6 separate regions of the Mus musculus genome follow, and regions 1, 2, 3, 5 and 6 are each linked to region 4. Evidence: chromatin contacts called from public Hi-C and promoter capture Hi-C data. All regions are on one chromosome and are shown on one strand. Each heading gives the region's core, a stretch centred on a gene start, on an enhancer-like site or on the middle of the called end of the contact. The rest is flanking DNA. Distances are from core to core; before and after follow the strand shown.

What was found. Promoter capture Hi-C pulls out the DNA fragments that hold promoters and counts their contacts. A called contact is a pair of places that touch in the nucleus more often than the background predicts.
Region 1: a contact with region 4 is called in a Hi-C map of CD4 T cells, with 4 times the contacts expected there. The contact joins the promoter of Gtf2b here to the promoter of Eif4e in region 4. A contact is called at or near these places in 1 of 39 promoter capture datasets (pre-B cells) and 1 of 484 Hi-C or Micro-C datasets (CD4 T cells).
Region 2: a promoter capture Hi-C map of pre-B cells shows a contact between it and region 4. The contact joins the promoter of Pdlim5 here to the promoter of Eif4e in region 4. A contact is called at or near these places in 3 of 39 promoter capture datasets (the C10 cell line, cranial neural crest and pre-B cells).
Region 3: a promoter capture Hi-C map of liver shows a contact between it and region 4, with 2.4 times the contacts expected there. The contact joins the promoter of Gbp7 here to the promoter of Eif4e in region 4. A contact is called at or near these places in 2 of 39 promoter capture datasets (liver and pre-B cells).
Region 5: a contact with region 4 is called in a promoter capture Hi-C map of pre-B cells. The contact joins the promoter of 4930539J05Rik here to the promoter of Eif4e in region 4. A contact is called at or near these places in 2 of 39 promoter capture datasets (cranial neural crest and pre-B cells) and 1 of 484 Hi-C or Micro-C datasets (CD4 T cells).
Region 6: a promoter capture Hi-C map of pre-B cells shows a contact between it and region 4. The contact joins the promoter of Kyat3 here to the promoter of Eif4e in region 4. A contact is called at or near these places in 2 of 39 promoter capture datasets (liver and pre-B cells).

What each region holds. Positions count from the first base shown.
Region 1 is chr3:142,763,509-142,766,577 of GRCm38.p6, reverse strand. It overlaps Gtf2b (general transcription factor IIB), which reads right to left and starts at 1,331. Exons shown (of 7, transcript NM_145546.1): 1 at 1,290-1,331. The coding sequence starts at 1,306.
Region 2 is chr3:142,394,132-142,397,154 of GRCm38.p6, reverse strand. It overlaps Pdlim5 (PDZ and LIM domain 5), which reads left to right and starts at 1,459. Exons shown (of 13, transcript NM_019808.3): 1 at 1,459-1,569.
Region 3 is chr3:142,529,018-142,531,910 of GRCm38.p6, reverse strand. It overlaps Gbp7 (guanylate binding protein 7), which reads right to left and starts at 1,575. Exons shown (of 11, transcript NM_001083312.2): 1 at 1,472-1,575.
Region 4 is chr3:138,524,433-138,527,461 of GRCm38.p6, reverse strand. Eif4e (eukaryotic translation initiation factor 4E) reads right to left here and starts at 1,271. Exons shown (of 8, transcript NM_007917.4): 1 at 1,168-1,271; 2 at 148-194. The coding sequence starts at 165. It overlaps Mir1956 (microRNA 1956), which reads right to left and starts at 1,041; the gene lies at 977-1,041.
Region 5 is chr3:135,437,389-135,440,491 of GRCm38.p6, reverse strand. It overlaps 4930539J05Rik (RIKEN cDNA 4930539J05 gene), which reads left to right and starts at 1,827. Exons shown (of 3, transcript NR_030689.1): 1 at 1,827-2,071. It overlaps Ube2d3 (ubiquitin-conjugating enzyme E2D 3), which reads right to left and starts at 1,366. Exons shown (of 7, transcript NM_001356597.1): 1 at 694-1,366. The coding sequence starts at 717.
Region 6 is chr3:142,699,256-142,702,362 of GRCm38.p6, reverse strand. It overlaps Kyat3 (kynurenine aminotransferase 3), which reads right to left and starts at 1,315. Exons shown (of 14, transcript NM_001293560.1): 1 at 1,188-1,315.

The DNA.
Region 1 (3,069 bases), core at 82-2,581, 4.2 Mb before region 4:
AAAATCAAACACTAGCTGTCCAGAAAAGAAATTAATTTCAAGGGATTTTTTTAAGTGAAGAAAAGTTTAAAAACTGTAACCAGTGATTTTACTATGTGTACTATTTAAACACTACAACTTGTGTTTCAAGAATACAGGAGTTCCTTTTCCCTAAGATGGTAAGCTGTGCCTACATATGAACACATCACCCATGGGAAATTTCAATAGTATTTGGGGAAGCTGAAGGTTCCTATGTCGCTACAAGGAAGCCTTACGTGACAAAACCACACCCAGATGGAATGATTAAATCATAATTAATCTAATTAAATCATAAAATCAGTAAACAAGATTGCCCATTGCTTCCACGCAAGAAGTTCACGAGGCTTCCTATGCCCACCTCCCACTTTTTATAATAAACAGCAGACTTGGAGGTTCCCAGAAAGGCCAAGTTTCTGTAAATAATGGCTTCCCCCGGTGACGTTTACCAATTCCACACATAGTAACCACCTCCGAAAAAAAAAAAAAAGTGCCAAAAGAACAGAACTTAATTTGATACTTTCTGTACATTCTGTGTTAACTGGAGACCAGTGGACGGATAATCAGAATAGGTATAGTGGCCCGCGAAAGGTCAACACGCTGGCATGACTCAGTTTACACATATGCCAGTATACTAATATCTACCTCATAGTGGTTACAAGAGATATAATTAGGGTCTGCAAAGCATTTTGGAGGTCACAAGATTAAAGGCTGTCTCTGCGGTCACAACACGCATTTCCTGTAGATATTAAGCAAACTACGTTTTAAAAATACATTTAAAATGACTTCCAGCATATGTAATTAATTTTCTGCAGACAGCATCTCCTTCAGAGTACGCAATGATACTTTTCGGGGTGGGGACAGGGGGTCTTTTAGGAGAATGAATCAAGTCTCCGTATGTGCTTTCGTTTCCACTTCTGGGGGGGCCATTGGGCTAGCGACCCTTTGCCACCAGACAACCAATGCTGACGTTTCTCAACTTTGCGGTTGTCAGATCGATAGGGACCTGGAACGTCGCTTTTCCAGCTCTTCGGAAACGGGGTTTCAGCCCCCTCCGGCTGGATGGGCCGTAAGGGAGAAAATACACAGAAAACATCAACATGACACAAAGACGGTTGAAGGGTCCGGAGACGGAGGCCGGGGCCGTGCGGATCCGCAGGGTCAAACCCGGGCGGCGATGACTCAGGTGGGTAAGGGACACCCGCGGCGGCCTTCTGGAGGAACCTGGGCCCCGCGATGCCCTGCTCCACTCGCTCCGAGGCCGTTGCACTCACCGGCTGGTCGACGCCATCTTCGCGGCTCCGCCAACAGCTCCGTCCGAAGCAGGAAGCAGCACTGGCTCCTAGACGCCCCGAGCCGGGCTTTTATGCGCGAGTCGCTCGCGCGCACTCCGCGCGGCTACGGGTCGGGAGGAGGGCTAAAAAGCGCTCGGTCCTTGACGACGCGGGCTGTGTACTTCCTGGTTGTCTCCGCTGCTGCTGCGTGGCTCCCGGCTGCTGGTTGATTGGCAAAATCTTCAAAGCCTGGCGGGATAGCACACCCCTTTGATCTCCGGAGGCAGAGGCTGGAGGATCTCTGTGAGTTTAGAGGAACCTGATCCACACAGGGTGCTCCAGAACAGCCAGGAGGAGGGAGAGAGAGATAAAGAGAGAGAGACAGACAGACAGACAGACACAGACACACACAGTCTCAAACAAATCAAAACAAAAAATCAACCCAAGAAGACTCAGAATGTGCTGCGCCTGAGCTAGCTCTCAAACAGAGGAAATTAAAATGGGAGTTGCCTCCTCGGGTGATACTCTCAAGTATTCCTGCACCAAGAAGGTAGGAGGATCTGGAGTTAGACCTCGTCTCAAACAAAAAACACCTTTAAATAAACAAACACACAAAATAACCAACACACAAGGAAACCAGGTTGGTTGAAAGGGGCAAAGCGCTCGCACCAAATTCCTTTCCTTTATTTTCAAGTCAGTTTTCCCTATCTGATTGAATGTCTCATTTGCCCTGACTAAAGAATTTGGAATAAAAAGAGAAATTAGTTGTTGTCTTCAGGAGTAGGTATCAATTCAAGCTCTGTCATTGGCCAACATGATTCAAAGTTCCTACATGTCCTTTATCTCAACAGTGTAGGCATGGAGGGTATCTGGCTCACAAACCCTTCTAGAATTGCAAGAGACAGCCCTGCTATGACCCATGTTGTTGTTGTTCCCCAATCATCATCGAATATTTGACTGAAAACCGAGTATAGGAAATGTAATAAAACAGCTAACGTCTATACAAGGGCCTCACAAGGCAGGTCTTGGGGGTCACCCTTGTAATTCTAGAAGTTAGGGTGCAGAGGTGGGAGGTCATGAATCCCAAGCCAGCCTGACCTGCAGAACAAGACCTTGTCTCAGCTCCCGTCCTCTTACCTTAAGGCAACAGTGCTACTTTCTTGTAAATAAACCATTCCCAACAAAGTCTGAATTAAGGTAACTGCAAGTTGGGTGTCTTCCACTGAGATGAAAACTCAGTAAGCATTTTATTTGTTAATGGAAATCAAATGCCATTAAGCAGACATTTGTTGAAGTGGGAATTTCTGGTTTTGTTAGGGACTCAGTTGTATCATGTGATGTTTTTCTGGAAACTGTCTTATGTAACGGTGTTTTGCCGAGAACAGGCGCAGGGTGTTTTTCTGAAAACTGCCTAGTGAAAGGGCGTGTGATGTTTTGCTACGGCGGATGCTTGAGGGGACATATGTTTGGAAAGAGCATAAGTATAACCCAACAGACGGCGGACAGTGCTCCTGCAATTGGTTCGCCTTGCTTGATTCGCTGATCTTAGCTTGTTGTGACTTCATAGTGAAAAATGCACCAAAGAACTTATGGTGGTGTTCCAGCGGCTTCTTCCTGCTTCTGTGGACTTGTGCTGATAGGTCGAACCTCATGGTTTCCTCTGGACCTAGCGGCTGCTATGGATTTATGTTTGCCATGTATACTGGACTGGTGTACTGGACTGCTGTTGCTGATTTGGTAGTTTGCTAGTAGACCAGACTGCTGACAACAGAGATTTGAA
Region 2 (3,023 bases), core at 210-2,709, 3.9 Mb before region 4:
GCACCAAGCAGATGAGGGGGTGAAGAGAAGAACGTTATAAGGTAACACAGGCAAGTGACTTGTCACAAGTGGAACTGTCTATCATGTGTTATAGAATCTGTTGCAACTTTCATTTGTAAACATTGTGACTAAGGCTGGTATTCATCCTATGAAGGCAACTGTAAGGCTGACTCTTTGCTTTGCAGGGGATATCTGTTTACATGTAACCATTCTTAACCATTTACTTTGGAATGATCTATGAAACAGAACCCTAAAACACACTAGACAAATCCCACATTAGAAAAATTCTTCCCTGCAAACTAGTTTTCCTTTTAGAATGTAATACAATCAACAACTGGCCAACAAAATATGCAAGTCACATCCATGTTAAACTTTCTAGTATATACATTAAAAAATGAAAATAAGTTGTAATAATGTTTTAAATAGGCAGATAATATCAACATATAATCAACATACCTATTTTTTAAATTTATAACATTTTAAAAACCTGGTCCATATATGTCAACTTGGCCACTAAACATCCAACTGTACAGTGAAATGTAGTCCTACTGAAGCTTCTATTTAATGGAAATCCTATCCTACTCATGTATAAATTTAGATTCATAACAATGATATAAAACATTTTTACAATGAGTTAAATAGACATATGTGGCCAGTGGCTACTATTTGAACAACTTTGAACCTACTTTAGGAGTTTGCTTGTACCTCTAGAGCAGACTCCAGACTCAGGGACTTCGGTTGAGGTTTATTTTTGTTTGATACACCACTTGGTTAACACTTGTGCTTTTAATATTTTAAAAGTTTCTTTTCGAGTATTCGTTAAACATTACTAACGTTTGCTTGTGAATAAATTCTCTGGGCAAAACCAAACAACTTTACAGAAGTAGGTAAATGTGCTGTTAATTTGGAATTAGAAAAATAAGCTGAGGATACAGTGGCTGAATCACTTTTGGCCACTGCTTTGTATGGCTGTCCTTTAGCTTGACGACAGATTTAACTTCTGCATATTAGGGTTAGCGATTTTCACCTTCCTGACAAGCAAACTTCAGAGTTTGCACTTCTCGAGAGTATACAGAGGTCTTTCACAAAAGCAGGCGGTAGTCGCTGAACTTGCACCGGCAGAGATTTAGCTAAAGCCCTTTTCTATTTTCAGCCAGACCAACTGCGGGTCAATTCAAGTTTCTGCAGAGTGAAAAACGCCGAAATACAAAACAGAGAAGCGGAAGGCTAGATCTTTGCCAGGTACCAGTCCAAGACTACACCCCGGAGACTACGCCCACCGAAACTCCACAGGGGCAATTGTTTTTTGTGGCGGCGGCAGCCGGTCCCAGCAAGTCACAGAGCACAACAGGGAGACTCCACTGCCTTCTAAGCCCTGAGCGACGTGGCCCCGCCCAGCCCGGACCATGGGGGCGTGACCATTAGGGGAGGGGCGTGGCCAGCCTTGGGGCGAGGCGGGGCGAGCGCGGAGGCGGAAGTTCCCCACCGGCTTGAGAGGGACGGCGCAGGCACCGCGAGCCACTTGTCAGCGCTGGTCTGAGGCGGAGGGTGCGCCGCGCCGGTCAGGAGGTGAGTGGCCGCGGGAGGCGGAGGAGCACGTCCTGGTCCGCGAGGGAACAGGAGGAGAAGCGGGTGACGGGGTGCGGCGCGTGGAGGGGCGCGGGACGAGAGGAGGACGGGGCGAGCGTGTCCCCGGGAGCCGCTGCTCCTCAGGTGCTCCCGGTGCGCGCCGAGGTGTGAGAAGCGCCCGGGGCAGGGCGGCGCGCGGCGGGACTGAGCGCCCGGAGCCGGGGCTCTCGGGGACCGGCGCTCCGGAGAGCCGGGCGCACCAGGGGGCGCCCGCCGAGCCGGAGGGCAGGCGGCGAAGGGCAGCACCTCGGCCTGGGGCGCGCCAGCCCCCAGGGAAGCTCCGGCGAGCCGAGAGTGTGCGCCTGCACGGGAAAGCGGCGCAGTTTTGTTTGCTGGCTCCCAGGCTACGGAGAAGCGTGTATTTCCCCCTCCCTGAAATATGTGCAGTTGTGTAACCTGTGAGGGTTACACGTCGGTGCGTCCAGAAGGAAAGCCCACTTAGATCAGTCGCGGTCGCCAGTTTTTATGAAACTGGTGTATACTTGGGGCTTGGGTCAGACTGAGCTTCAGCCCCGTTTGACAATGAGTGGAAAGAGGAAGGGCGTATGGACTGGGCAGAACTTGGAAAGAAAATTCGTGACTGGGCTGGGCAGGTCTAGGGTGTGATCGCCAGATCCTATCCCAGGTCCGCCTTCTTGACCCGAGGACGTCTGAACCCGCCTGCTACGGAAACTGCTAGCTGGGGAACCTTATTTGGCCAACAGGGCTAGGCGTGAACCCAAGCTGGGAAACGTCTCATCCCTCAGCCTTAGTGCTTTAGTCCTCCCACCATTCTATCTCAGGAAGGGGAGAAAGAATCTCTAGGTTGTCTTAATTGAAGGGCTCCTCACTTGTAGGTCTCTCCCGGTTACGCACACCAAGGAAACTCGCACACAAGTGTGGGAAACCACTTTTAGCCTCCCTCACTAGCAGTAGATGGAAGGTATTATTTATGCTGTCCCTAAAAGAAAATCCAAAGCTCTACAGAAATTCCAACGTTTTTACATGTTTGAAAGCAGAATAAGCTGTTATTTCCTGCCTGCTTGGTTGGTATTTTAGCATTTGGGCACTAATAACCACATGGGGGAGACTTGGAAAAAGCCAATAAAAATATTGCCGTTGCTTAAGGATCAGAATATTTTCAGACAAATGAATTCCAAGCGAAGCTAGCAGAAAGGGAATTTAGAGAAGAGACCGGTGTTGTGGTTTGGCTGACTTGGCTAGTGCTAGAAATGTTAATAACAAATCGGAGAAATCAGGAAGGGAGTCCCTAAGAAAAGGGAAGTGACATGGATGTGGGATGACACACAAGTACAATACATTCTCTCCTAGGGAAAAATGGAGCCAGAGTACCGTTAGCGTAACTTTCACATTCTTCCCTTGGCACAGTTAAAGATTAAAAAAGGAGAGTGGCC
Region 3 (2,893 bases), core at 326-2,825, 4.0 Mb before region 4:
CACAAGTGCTAGACAAGCGCTCTACCAACTGAGATCAGCCCCAGGACCTTCAGCTTACTTTCTGTACATAGATAAGTGACAAGCACGTGACCTTACACTGGCAAATTATCATCTCCCACCTGCTTCATGCCCATGCTGTTGAAGATGACACATGGATATGATTCTTTTCCAGTGGCTAATTTCCCTGAAAATACATCCTCGTGAATAAATACTTCTGTGGGCAAATCTCTGATGGTGCATTCTCTCTTAAAACAACCATAAGTATTGAAGGCTATTGTGCCTCCTTTTCACTTGTCTTGGAGGTCATGCACACATGCTAAATGAATGCTCAGGAAGACTATAAACTGCCCAGTGGATCAGGGAATAAACACCAGATCCTATTACCAAAACTTCCCTGATAGAACCAACTTCCGCAATTCACCTTTTCTACACTGATAAATATCCTAATTGGGAAATACCAACTCTCAATTGATTAGTGGCATGTCATGATATAATGTATAAGGGGCACTCTGGGTGCTGTTTGTCCTCTGGTGGCATCTTAAAAACTGTAGGTGTTTCTTTACTTAGCATCAATTTAGAGTAGGTGTCGAATGGGAAACGTAAGCTCACCTTAATTCTGTGAAAGACAACAGTACCTTAATGACCAGTTCTATCTATATTAGGAAAATATTGATAGGCATGTTATTTCTCTTCTCTCTGCTCTCGTGCAGGTCTGGGTTACTGTCCCAACTAAGAAGCTTAAAATTCACAGTAAATAAGTAGAACTACATAGCTGCGATTGGTCATGTAAATTATCCATGGTCTCCAAAGGTGGCTCGAGCCACAGGGAAGACAGTAAAAAACTGCCTCCTCCGGAGATTTTTCACAAGCTCCAAAACTGGTCTGAAACCTTAGATGGACGACTTTGAAACAGTTCACAATACATGAAGGGGTTCAGGCTTTCCTGCTGTTTCTAACTTTTGACTGAGTACCCCATTGCAGAGCGCGAGAGTGCACTGGTAGCACAGCGGTGCACGGGGCGGGCGCAATTGGAAATTCTGTCTGACTCAACAAGGGAAGGCTATGTTTTCTGTTTCTTCAAGCCGAGCTGAGCTCACAGCGGCGGGAGTACCTGAGGACTATGGTAGATGAGGATTCTGGGGTTATGCCCTCTTACTTGGAAACAATGCAGGGGAATGGGTAGCCTGCGGGAGTGGGTAGCCCTGGGCTGATATTCCCGTAGGAACCGCTCACCACCCCACCCCATCCCCCACCATGCCTGGCTGTGGTGGCTGCTCGAGAGTGGTCGCACTTCCCACACTGAGCAACGCTGTCCACCCACCCTGAGGCCACCAAGCCGTCTCTGATCGCGGTCGTCCACCCTCCGGTGTCATCTTGCACCAAATGTGGAGTTTATGGCCTGGGACCTCGGGACCTCCCTGAAGCTCCTTAGGAGATGTGTACATTGGGTATGGAGTCTCAGGGAACTCACCAGCCTGCACCGGATTCTCTGCTACCTGGATTCAGCACCTTTAGGCTTGCTGCTGCGCCCGCCCCGATTCCTCCTGAAAGCTCTCTATTCTTAAACTCCAGAGTGAAACCGGATATTGCCTGCACTTAGTTGTGGGGATGGAGAACTGAAACTGAAACTGCACACACAGGCTTGTGCTGACTTTCTGAGAAGCTTCTGCTTTTCCTGGAAAGAAAACGGAATCTGTGGGGAACAAGTCCATAGTCTTCCCTGCCAGATGGGCGGCGGATGAAAACAAGTCGCTGATTCTCTAAATACTGACTTCTATTGGGAAATACAGAATGCTGCAACAGAAATGTGCCAGCTCCTGCCACTGGCTTATTCCAAGAGGTTGACACCAACGAGACGTTTTTACCTTAAAAAACGCGCAACTCGTGCATGATAGTAATACTGTACATATTAAAAAGGTAATGGGTTGTTTCTGTGCATTGGATACCTCATGTGATATATGATGCAGACTGGGTTAACATAGCTATCTCTTCAAACTGTTAACACTTCTTTTTTGAGATGTATGCCACAGTCACCATCATTTATCTTGCTGTGCAGCAGCACATATGAAAGTCTGGCTTCTCCCTTTTTCATGTCCCCTACGGGTTAGCTTGCTATGCCTTCTACTATATGGAGGTTTTTTTTTTTTTTGTTTTTTTTTTTTTTTTTGGCAAAACCGAAATGAATTACAACAGGTGTTTTGGGAAAGAAAGAAAAAAAGCTTTGTCTTAAGTGACTGTCCAGATGTCTGGTAACATACAACAGACTAAGCTGTCATCTTTGTTTGGTTAAATGTCTTGGTGCATTTTAAATTCACAAATATTCATGTCAGGGTGATTCTGTGATTGGAATGTAACCTCGTGTTGTGTTAAGGAACATCTACATACAGACCAGACTAGTGAAGTATCCATGTCTGATGCTTTCTTACAGGCCCCTCGGAATCATCTTTCTGAGCTAGGGAGGAGGTGGGGCTTGGTCAGGCCTGAGAACCATCATGTAGTGTGTCCTCAGGTTATCCTTCAGGTGGGAACATCAATTTGATTCCCATCTGTTAGTTTGACTGAGGTAAATTTCTCCCATAGAACAAAGTTAAGTGTGAACTCTGTGGAATAGCAGTTGTCAGACTCAAGGCTAGGACACGAATGCACTTCATTGCAGTAACGCTGGATGAACTAGGCATGTCTGGAGTCAGGGCACGGGGCAGACACTTAAGTGTTAAAGCTTTCACAACCCTCTCTTTTATGTTGCTTTTTAAAAGACATAATGGATCTATTTCAGATGGACCTGCTGTGAGGATTTGTATATGCTCAGCCTAGAAAGTGGCACTATTAGAAGGTGTGGCCCTGTTCAAGTAGGTGTGGCCTTTTTGGAGTGGGTGTGTCACTTTGGGTGTGG
Region 4 (3,029 bases), core at 22-2,521:
CCCGCCGAAGGTCAGGCCGGGGGCGGGCAGGGACCGGACGCGGCGGGAGGCGCCGTGCGCGCCGGTAACGCCGTCCTGCGGGAGTCCCTGAGCGGAGGAAGCCGGAGCGCGGGGAGCTCGGGGGTGGGGGCCGAAGGCAATACTCACCGGTTCCACAGTCGCCATCTTAGATCGATCTGATCGCACAACCGCTCCTGAAGGGGGGGCGAGAGGAAAAAAATGAGATTCAAACCGGATTGGCCGGCTCCTGCCCACGTGACGGACGTGTCCGTTTGGCCCTAGCGGCGCCTGCGCAAGACTGCAGCTGCTTGGGGAAGGAGAGGCTTCTGGGAAGTGGAGTCTTTTTTTTTTTTTTTTTTTTTTTTTTTCTTAAGGCAAGAAGTTTTTTTTTTTCTTCCAAAAAAAAAAAAAGTGATCACGTGGTCGCTGGCGAGGGTGCGTGGCTCCCGGCGCCGCGGGCGCTTCCTGCCGAGTTGGATTTAGGCCTCTGCTGGGCAGCGGGCAGAGCTCCGGTTGCACTCACTGCGGGGCATTCCTGCTGTGCCTTCTGTCGCCCAGTCCTCCCATCTTTCCTAGAAGGTTGAGAACTGCAGGCTCAGCACACGCAAGAAGGCTTCATTTGCTTAGCTGAGGTCCTAAGACAAGTTGCTTTTTATTTAGTTTTTCTTTTCGCCTCCCACCATTTTCTCTTGGTTTCTGAAAGAGGCGGCGATGGAGAGTCGTTGATGTGGTCTGCGTCTCCCCAGTCCCCGGTCCACTAACGCGGGTGGTCCCTTGCTACCATCGCTGCCCAAGCGGGTGGGCGGGCTTGCCCCACGGTACCCTCTCACTCGTTTGGGGAAGGGGAGTGCACGCGTCGGCTTTTCCTGTTCCCAGTCCTGAGATGAAGGCGTCAGGGGTGAATCTTGCTGGACGTGAAAGTTTGGAAGTTCTGTCCAATCGGTTCCAGTATTCTGCTTGGACGTGGACGGAAATAGCCTACGTCCAGGTGCCAGCCAGGGAAGCCACTCGGGGCTCCGCTGACTCAGCCCTGGACTGAAGGTCAGGAGTCGTTAAACCGGGTCAACTATGACTCTTGACGTTGACTCATACTCCTTAGGCGAGTGACTTAATACGCTCAGTGCCTCAACTTTTTCATTTATGAACCAAAGATGATAATACACTTACCTCACAAGGGTGTGCTGTGGTAAGGACTGTAACCAGCTTTGAAAACGCTTCGGAATCTAGAAGCAAGCGCGTGCCTTCCTTAAGGACCAGCTCCCTCCGCCTCCGCTGCTGTTTTAGCAATCTTGCTTCTTGACCCTGGGTCTTTTGAAGCGCAGGATGGCCTTGAACTTGAGGTATAGGGGAGGATGGCCTTGAACTGTCGATCCTCCTGCTTCCACCTCCCCCCCACAAAGTATCGGGATTACTGGCGCGTGCTGGGCGTGGGGGTGGGTTGGGAGAGCACTTTTTTGCTGAGATAGGGATGGAACTCAGGGCTTCCTGAGCGCTAGGCAAGCACTCTACCAACTGAGCTATATCCCCAAGCCTTAACAGTGTCTTAAAATTTTCTTTTCTTTACTTTGTTGCGTACACCGATGCAGTTTTAAAGGGAATGTAGCTGCTCTCAACAGAAACTTCGTGTTCATGAACTTATGTTCATAACAACTAACAAACAGAACTGGCATGCTACATTTTCTTCTAAGTTACCAGGCCGTCAAAGCACTGTTGGGTAAAGTTCCTAATGAGGGAGCCAGGATCTCATGGCTTCCACGCAGCTTAAAAATGTTACCGCCAGGAAAAGCAGTGTAAGCAGGCTATCTCGTGTCTGCCTCTCCATGGCATTGCTGTTGTCCAGAGCTGTGTCATAGCTATTATTGAGTACATAATGGATGCTTGGGTTGACTAACACATAATTGAGGCTGTGTAAGAACTCAAAGCCAGTGCCTGCTCGTGTTTTTGTTTACCAGGATGGCAGAAGTGATTTTAAACGAAAGCTTCTGTTTAAGTTGGCGTGAGTAGATTCTCAAGTAGACATAGCTCTATGAACTAAACACATAGGTGAATTTCTATGTACAAATCTGTTAACACTAACCAAAGTAATTATAATTGACCCCTTATTTTCTGTTGTCTGTAAAGTGATGTCTGGTTAATTTCTATGAGAAGACAGCATTAGGGTGCTGAGTTGTAGCTCAGTTGATAGAGTGTTCATCCAGCCTAGATTCCCCCCAACACCACATAAACCCAGCATGCTGGAGGATCAGGACTTTAAATTCAGTGACATGGCAAGTTCTAGGCCACCCAAAGAAACAGGAGAATCTCTATCCAAAGAAAGGAAAAAGACAACCTAAATATCCTGTTTTGAGCTTCAGGGTTGGTTACAGCACAAACCAATCCATTGGCAAGAAAGTATCCTGACAAGCCTGAAAACCACCAATATAAAGTTTTTGTTTAAAATGACATTTGATTGTTTTTTTTTTTTTAACCTTCTTCCTCTGTTGTCAGTGAAGACTCATATTTTGGGCTACAGGTATAACTCAGGGGTAGAATGTTTGCCTAGCTTGCTTAAGATTCAGGATCCAGCCGGGCGTGGTGGCACACACCTTTAATCCCAGCACTCAGGAGGCAGAGGCAGGTGGATTTCTGAGTTTGAGGCCAGCCTGGTCTACAGAGTGAGTTCCAGGACAGCCAGGGCTACACAGAGAAACCCTGTCTCAGAAAAAAAACAAACAGAACAAAAAAAGACTCAGGATCTACTTCCTAGTACCCCTGTGTTCCCACAAAGACTTGCGCTTTTACAGTTTTTTTTTTGTTTTTTTTTTTTGTTTTTTTTGTTTTTTGGTTTTTTTGGTTTTTCGAGACAGGGTTTCTCTCTGTAGCCCTGGCTGTCCTGGAACTCACTCTGTAGACCACGCCGGCCTCGAACTCAGAAATTCATCTGCCTCCCAAGTGCTGGGATTAAAGGCGTGTGCCACCACTGCCTGGCTCGCCCCATTCTTTATAGTTTAAGTCATCTCTATATCTGTATATGATTTATTGACTATTTT
Region 5 (3,103 bases), core at 578-3,077, 3.1 Mb after region 4:
AGTCTCCCCATCCAGTTTCCCTGCACTGTCAACCCCCACTCCCCCCAGGATCTTTCAGAAGGCTTTTACAGGGTTCCCAGTGCCTCAGATAAATAGCTTCGGGTGAGAGCAGCGACCACACAACACAGGAAGTGGCAACAGTGTCGGTCCACCTCCTCCCAACCCTACTTACTCTTGTGTAACTGCCCAGATTTGGTTAAGCTTCTGAACAGACTTCGTCACCACATTTTAGCGAACTGAGGTATGTTTGTCATACCCAGACTCTCAGTCAAGTTTGGAACAAAACGTTTTTCATCTGTTACATTCCTTTCTTTTGAATGCCAATAAGCCTTAGCAGCTGTAATAAGTTTTGAAGAACCAAGACTAGGAAGCAGCACCATGACATTAGCCGAGGGCCTGTACACAATTCTACTTCCCAAACCTGACTCTTAGGCAAAAAACCGAGGAGCCTAATAGCCACGCTCCCTCACCCATACTTACAGATTCTAGTGAAAAAAGCTAACATTTCGCTTACCCAAACCATTCAGTTCCCTATCTTACAGCTCATTTCAAAGTGCACCTGCCTTTCCTTAACCCAAGAAAAGGTATTTTCAGAATTGTATCCACCACCAGACCCACGCTTTTTTTCCTCTGGGCCCCAAGCCTCCTTTCTTCCCACAACCCTGTCCGCACCATTTAGTCCAAACTGCTCACCTTATTAATCCGTTTCAGCGCCATAGTCTGTGCTTTTCGCCGGGCTCCTCACTATCCCGAGGTGTACTCAAAGGTCCGGCCAAAATTCTTGATTATCCCGGCGGCGGGGAAGGGTTGTCTCTTCTTCTCACACCGGCTCTGCCAGACACAGGCGCCTTTTTGCAAAAACGGAGCAGGTCAGCGACTCGCCAGGGCCTCGGAGAAACCCTGCTGACTCCAGAACCCTGAAAACCGCCGCGATCCCGGCAGGGCGGGGCGGGGTGGCGGAGCCACCAGCTACCGAGATCCGCGCTTCGCCCCAGAGAGGGCGAGAGGGTGACGGGAAGCGCCGAGAGGTGGTTACAAGTTTAACTTCCCGGCCTCTTGAAAGGAAGACGAGCCCCGGGTGGGAGAGGAAGAGGCGGAGGAGAAAGGGGTGGGTGCGGGGCAGGGTCCAGAGCCGGGCAGAGGAGGAGCCGGGGCCTAGTCGGCGCTAGGCCGGCGTCACTCGGGCAGAGAAAGGCAAGGGGGAGGGGAGCGGGCGGCTCCGGACCGACGCCGGGCTCCTTTCGGTTTCGGCTCCAAGGGACAGCGAGCCAGCACAAGGCAATGGGCCCCGGGTGCGCTCCCGTCCCCACGGCGAGGGCTGTTCTGGGTCGCCCCTGACACCACCGTACTCTCCGCCTCGCAGCGCGCTCCTGCGTGCGCGCGCCCGCCCGCTCGCTCGCCCGCCACCTCGCCACCACGCGCCCGGCGGCCGCGGAGCTCCGGCGCGAGGACGCGCCCATGCCCCCTCCCCCTGCGGCCGGGCCCCGGCTCCGCCGCCGGCCTCTCCCCACCCTACCCCACCCAGCCGCGAGGGCTGCCCGCTCGGGCCGCCCACAGCCCCCCGGGCACCGCGCCGGCCCCGGCCCGTCTCCCTCCCCTTTCCCGAGCTGTCCACACCCACGCGTACAGAGGGCCGGGGCCTCCCTCGAGCTGCGGCCTCGGCCTCCTCCCCGCGCGGCAGCTGGTGCCTCCCCGGCCCTACGGGGCTCACGCGCACGGCACAGCCACAAGATGTCCGCTCTGACGGAACTACTGCCAGCTGCCACGCTCCGCCCCTCCCCCCGCCTATTCACCGCCGCGTATCCGTCCGCCAACGCCGCCGTCGCGAGCGCGGGGCGAGCCGAGGGGTTCAGGGGGGAGCGGTTTGCTTCCCTCGCTCGGGCCGAGTGGACGTGCCGCCCGCTTGCCGTCTCCCTGTCGGAACAGCACCTTCTCGCTAAAGCGATCGGAGGTCGGGCCGGGAGGGCGGGGGACGGAGGCGGGTCATGGGCTGAGGGGGAGGGTAGGCGAGTGGCGGAAACCCTTAAATTCAGAGAAGCATCGAGAACCGGAAGGAGACCTTAGGAGGAAGGTAATGGAAGCGGCAGCTGCGCGGTCGAGGCCCCACGCCCCTCCCTGAGTGGCCCCCCGTTTCCTCACTTGGGATGGAGGTGGCGGATCTCGCGAGAACCTCGTGGCAGGCTCGCAGCAGCTCCGGGTCTGCAATGACTTAAGGGCAGTTTTGTGCTCTCTTCCTGGCTCGGGACCCGCCCCCAAATCCGCAAGTTATCGCGAGATGCGCCGGCAACCCCCCCCCTGGGCTCTTACTGGGCGGGTCTTGCGAGGGAAGCACCGCCCCTGAGTGCTTATGCTAGTGGGCGGGGGAGGAAATGGAATTCCCCCGACCGGCCGGCCGTCGCGCGCCGACACGGCCCTCCCCCGGGCGTCCAATCGGGGAGGTGCTGTGGGCGGGGCCGCGGGGTGACTAGATGCCTTAGTCAAGGTGGAGCCGGTTCACGGCTTCTGCCGGCCCAGGTGATGGAGATTTCTTCCCGTGCTCCTCAGAGAGGGCTGAGCAGCGCGAAGAAGCTCCCCTCAAATTAGGAACAGCAAATTAAAAGATCCAGGCTGAGTGCTGATCGCACCGCCAAGTGCGGACACATGCGCGTTGTTAACCCCGAGGGGCCAATCTGAGAGCAGCGGCCTGCAGGGTTCTGCGTTTGCATAGCCTTAACAATACAGCTTTATTGTGATCGGATTGGGTAGAGCCTTAGGTATGGAACCGCAAGAGGAATATCCTAGAATCGTCTTTTCCTTCTGCTGTTTCAGTTTTTGAGCCCCAAAGTGACAAAATACTAGGGAATCGGTCTGGATTAAATCCTGGGGGTGAGATCTGTTAAGTGTGCCACTGCCCTGTTTTAGTCTGCCCTGCATAAAATGTAGAGGGCCGTTTGTCATCGAGAGTACTCTTTGGGTAAAAAGTAAGACTTTAACTTTTGAAAGACATTCAAAAAGATCAATATGTTTAGGTTTTCTAGCATCCTTAAACGACCCTACTTAAAGTGGAGGTCCTTCAGGACTACGTGGAAATAATTTGAATTTTGAGAACCTGTTGCAGGCAATA
Region 6 (3,107 bases), core at 66-2,565, 4.2 Mb before region 4:
GTTACAAATCTGACCCATAGGAGGTATACAGACATAAAGAATAGTTGTGTTAGCAATCTGAAAACGTCAGGAACCTTCAGGTTACCTAAAAGCTCAAGAAAGATTTATCAGAGACAGCCTCTTGATAAATAACACTGCTCCCTTTATTTTCACCACATGCCATACCTGTTAGCCGGGTTCTAGAGTGTTTATAAAGTTCGCTAATTGCAACAGAGCGAGGTGAACAGGGTTCTAGCTTTCAAAGTACAGAGGCATTCAAGGCCATATGAAGAGGTGAAGCATGAATAAAAAACACAGTCAAGTTTATCAGCATAAGTGTTAAGAGGCATTATCAGCATAAGAGTTAAGAGGCACCATTCAAAACGGGCTTTAAGGCCGCGTGAAAGTGAGATTCTCTCACAAGGGAAGCGGTATGGTCACCTGATGCCGAAATTAGGGTACCGCACACAGGCAAAAGTTGAACAGATTTACAGGCTGGCTGGCTGCAGCCCTGAGCAAGCTTCCCGTGTGCCACCTACCTACCCAGCAGCCCATAGGTGGAACACTGAATGGAGGTGCTTAGGGGCGAGCGGCTCAGATCTACAAGAATGCTTGACCTTCAGACACCACCAATTAAGACTGCTTTTGTCTTTTGCAAAGCTCCGAAAAGATAATCTCAAGCTTCTGGTTTAACTGCTTTTCCAACCCTGAACTTTCGCCTTATCTGGGCTAGGGAGGTAGCTCAGTTAGTAGGGATGAAGCTCTGGGTTCCAACCTAGGCACCGAATAAAACCAGCAGCGGTGGCGCACACCTCTAATCTTAGCACTGGGTGTGTGGGTCGGGTGTGTGGGAGTGGAGATAGGAGGATTAAAAAGTTCCTTTGCCACAAAACTACTTCCAGAAGAAGAGACTGTCTCAAGAAACAAACACAAACATCTTTCACGGATGAACTGAAGTCAGTATTGCCCTTGCAAAGGTGCGTTCTAAACACCCAGACTACACAATCAAGAGTAAAAGGGACAAGGGTGGACTTTTCTCCAAAGAAAAGCCTGTCAACCCCAAGATAAATCCCACAGTCTCCGCTGTGGTCCGACCATGTGCCTAGTACGGGCGCTTCTCCTGCCCGCCGACCTCCCTTTGGCTCCCGGCTCCGCAAACTCTGTATGCCCCGGGCCGAGTCACCGCTCACTACGTCCCGCCCGCTTACATCGTTCTCCTGGTTCCAATGCGTCCCTGGCCTTAGTCCGGAGGTCGCTAGGTGTCGCCGGGGTTCCTGGCGGAATGCACTCGGGGATCCAGAAGCAGAGTGCAGCAGGAACCCTCCTGATTGTAGAGGAGGCGGGGTGGAGGCGGTTCGTGGCTCTGACCAGGGATTGGCTCCGGTATCAGGGCTAAGGCTACAGATTGGTTACGGATTTCTCCAATCGTGGCGCGCCCTGTGAGAGTGCACAAGAAGCTCCCAGGCTAGGGGACAGGGCGTGGCCTTGGCTGAGTATCCAGGAAAAAGTGGAAGTGTGCGACTGTTTGGAGCAGAACTGTTTTTAAATCTCCGCTGCGTGGATTCGAAGCAGGTTCTAGGAGAAAGACTTGAAAATGCTTGAGAGGCCGGCCTGTGTAGTTGTCTATGTGTTCCCTCTGATGGGGAGAGAGGAGGGAGAGGGAATCTTTCCTTCGGAACTGTAAAGTGATGCAGGACCTAAAAGGCGGAGGAAGTGACACTGAAGCGGGAGGACAAGCTGTTAAGAGCACAGCTTGGGGGTTAGATTTTCTTCCTCTTGCGTTTAAAGGAGTCGAGGTGTTGTAGTTCACGAGAGCGGCTGAACGCTGTACTCACGCCTGTAGGAAGGAACAAAAGCGGATTTGGTTGGATGCACTGACCTTGCCACAGTGAGCCAAGCGCTTCTGTATTTTGTTACGAACATTAAAGGTGCTCATTGTAAGCAAGGGCACAGGCAGGCTGCTGAACTGACCGACCCATGGTGGGAAGAAGATGTTTACCTAAGATATAGGAGAGAGAGAATAACTAGAGGATTTGGGGAAAGTCCAAAGCAGTTATGGGAAGAGAGCAGAGAGGCAGACTGGCAAGGGCTGTCTCTCCAGAGCAGAGGGAATAGCAGGAAAAACCTTGCGAGTTATAAAGAAAAACCGGTGGCTGCAGCTTCAGGTGTGTGTGTGTGTGTGTGTGTGTGTGTGTGTGTGTGTGTGTGTGTTTGTCCTGTGAATTGGAACAGCCTGGAAGTTTAGAATAGAAGGGGAGGAGGGCTTGAGAGCTCTGTGGCTTTGGTAGGCACTTTGTATCTTAATAGGCAAGTGGATTTTCCTGGCAGACAGAAGGTTTCAGAGGTCCTTAAGGATGAGGGTGAACTTTTGTCTCTCCCTGAAATTCTACAGTGGAGCTTGAGGTGAGGCAAGCCTTCATTTTGAACCCAGTCAGCGGGTCTGTCCATATTCGGGATTCTTGGAGTTTTCCCCTTTGGACCTAAAACTCATGACGATCTGGAATGGCTTTATCTGCAGTCGGTGTTCTGTTGATATTGCTGAGGTTGAATTGGGGAACATCGCAGTTCGTTCTCAAGGTTTTTGAGGCTAAGTGGCTGCTCGGTGTCCCTTTCCTTTCTCTCTCTTCTCCTTTTCACATACAACCATTACAGTAAGCTGCTAGTTTCTTATTTCAAAACACAGGGTATGTTTCATGACCACTGTGTTCCTAGTTTCTGATATAATTACACTGCCCACATGGTGGACTGCTGCCTTTACCGTTTCTTTGACTTGTGGTTTCCTTGCTCATTAGAATGTCAATTTGCTGGCTGCAGCCATCTTGGAGCAAAACATGGAATCTACAAGTTGAGTTTACTGTTCTTTGTTTGTCCTTTTGTTTTCAAGATAGGATCTCACTGTGCACCCTTGACTGTTTTAGCTACTTAGCCCATTGTCCCCCAAATTCAGACACCCTTCTGCTTCAGCCTCTAGAATGCCAAGAGATACAGACATGCAGATGCTTGCTCAGCTTGTGAGTTGTAAATTAGTGCTTCCCAGCTAGGCAATAATAGTGATGTTGGCATTAATTTAAATGTTTCAGAAGCCTTAGCAGAAAGTGTGCATTTACCCTCAAAAAGATTGCAAAGGT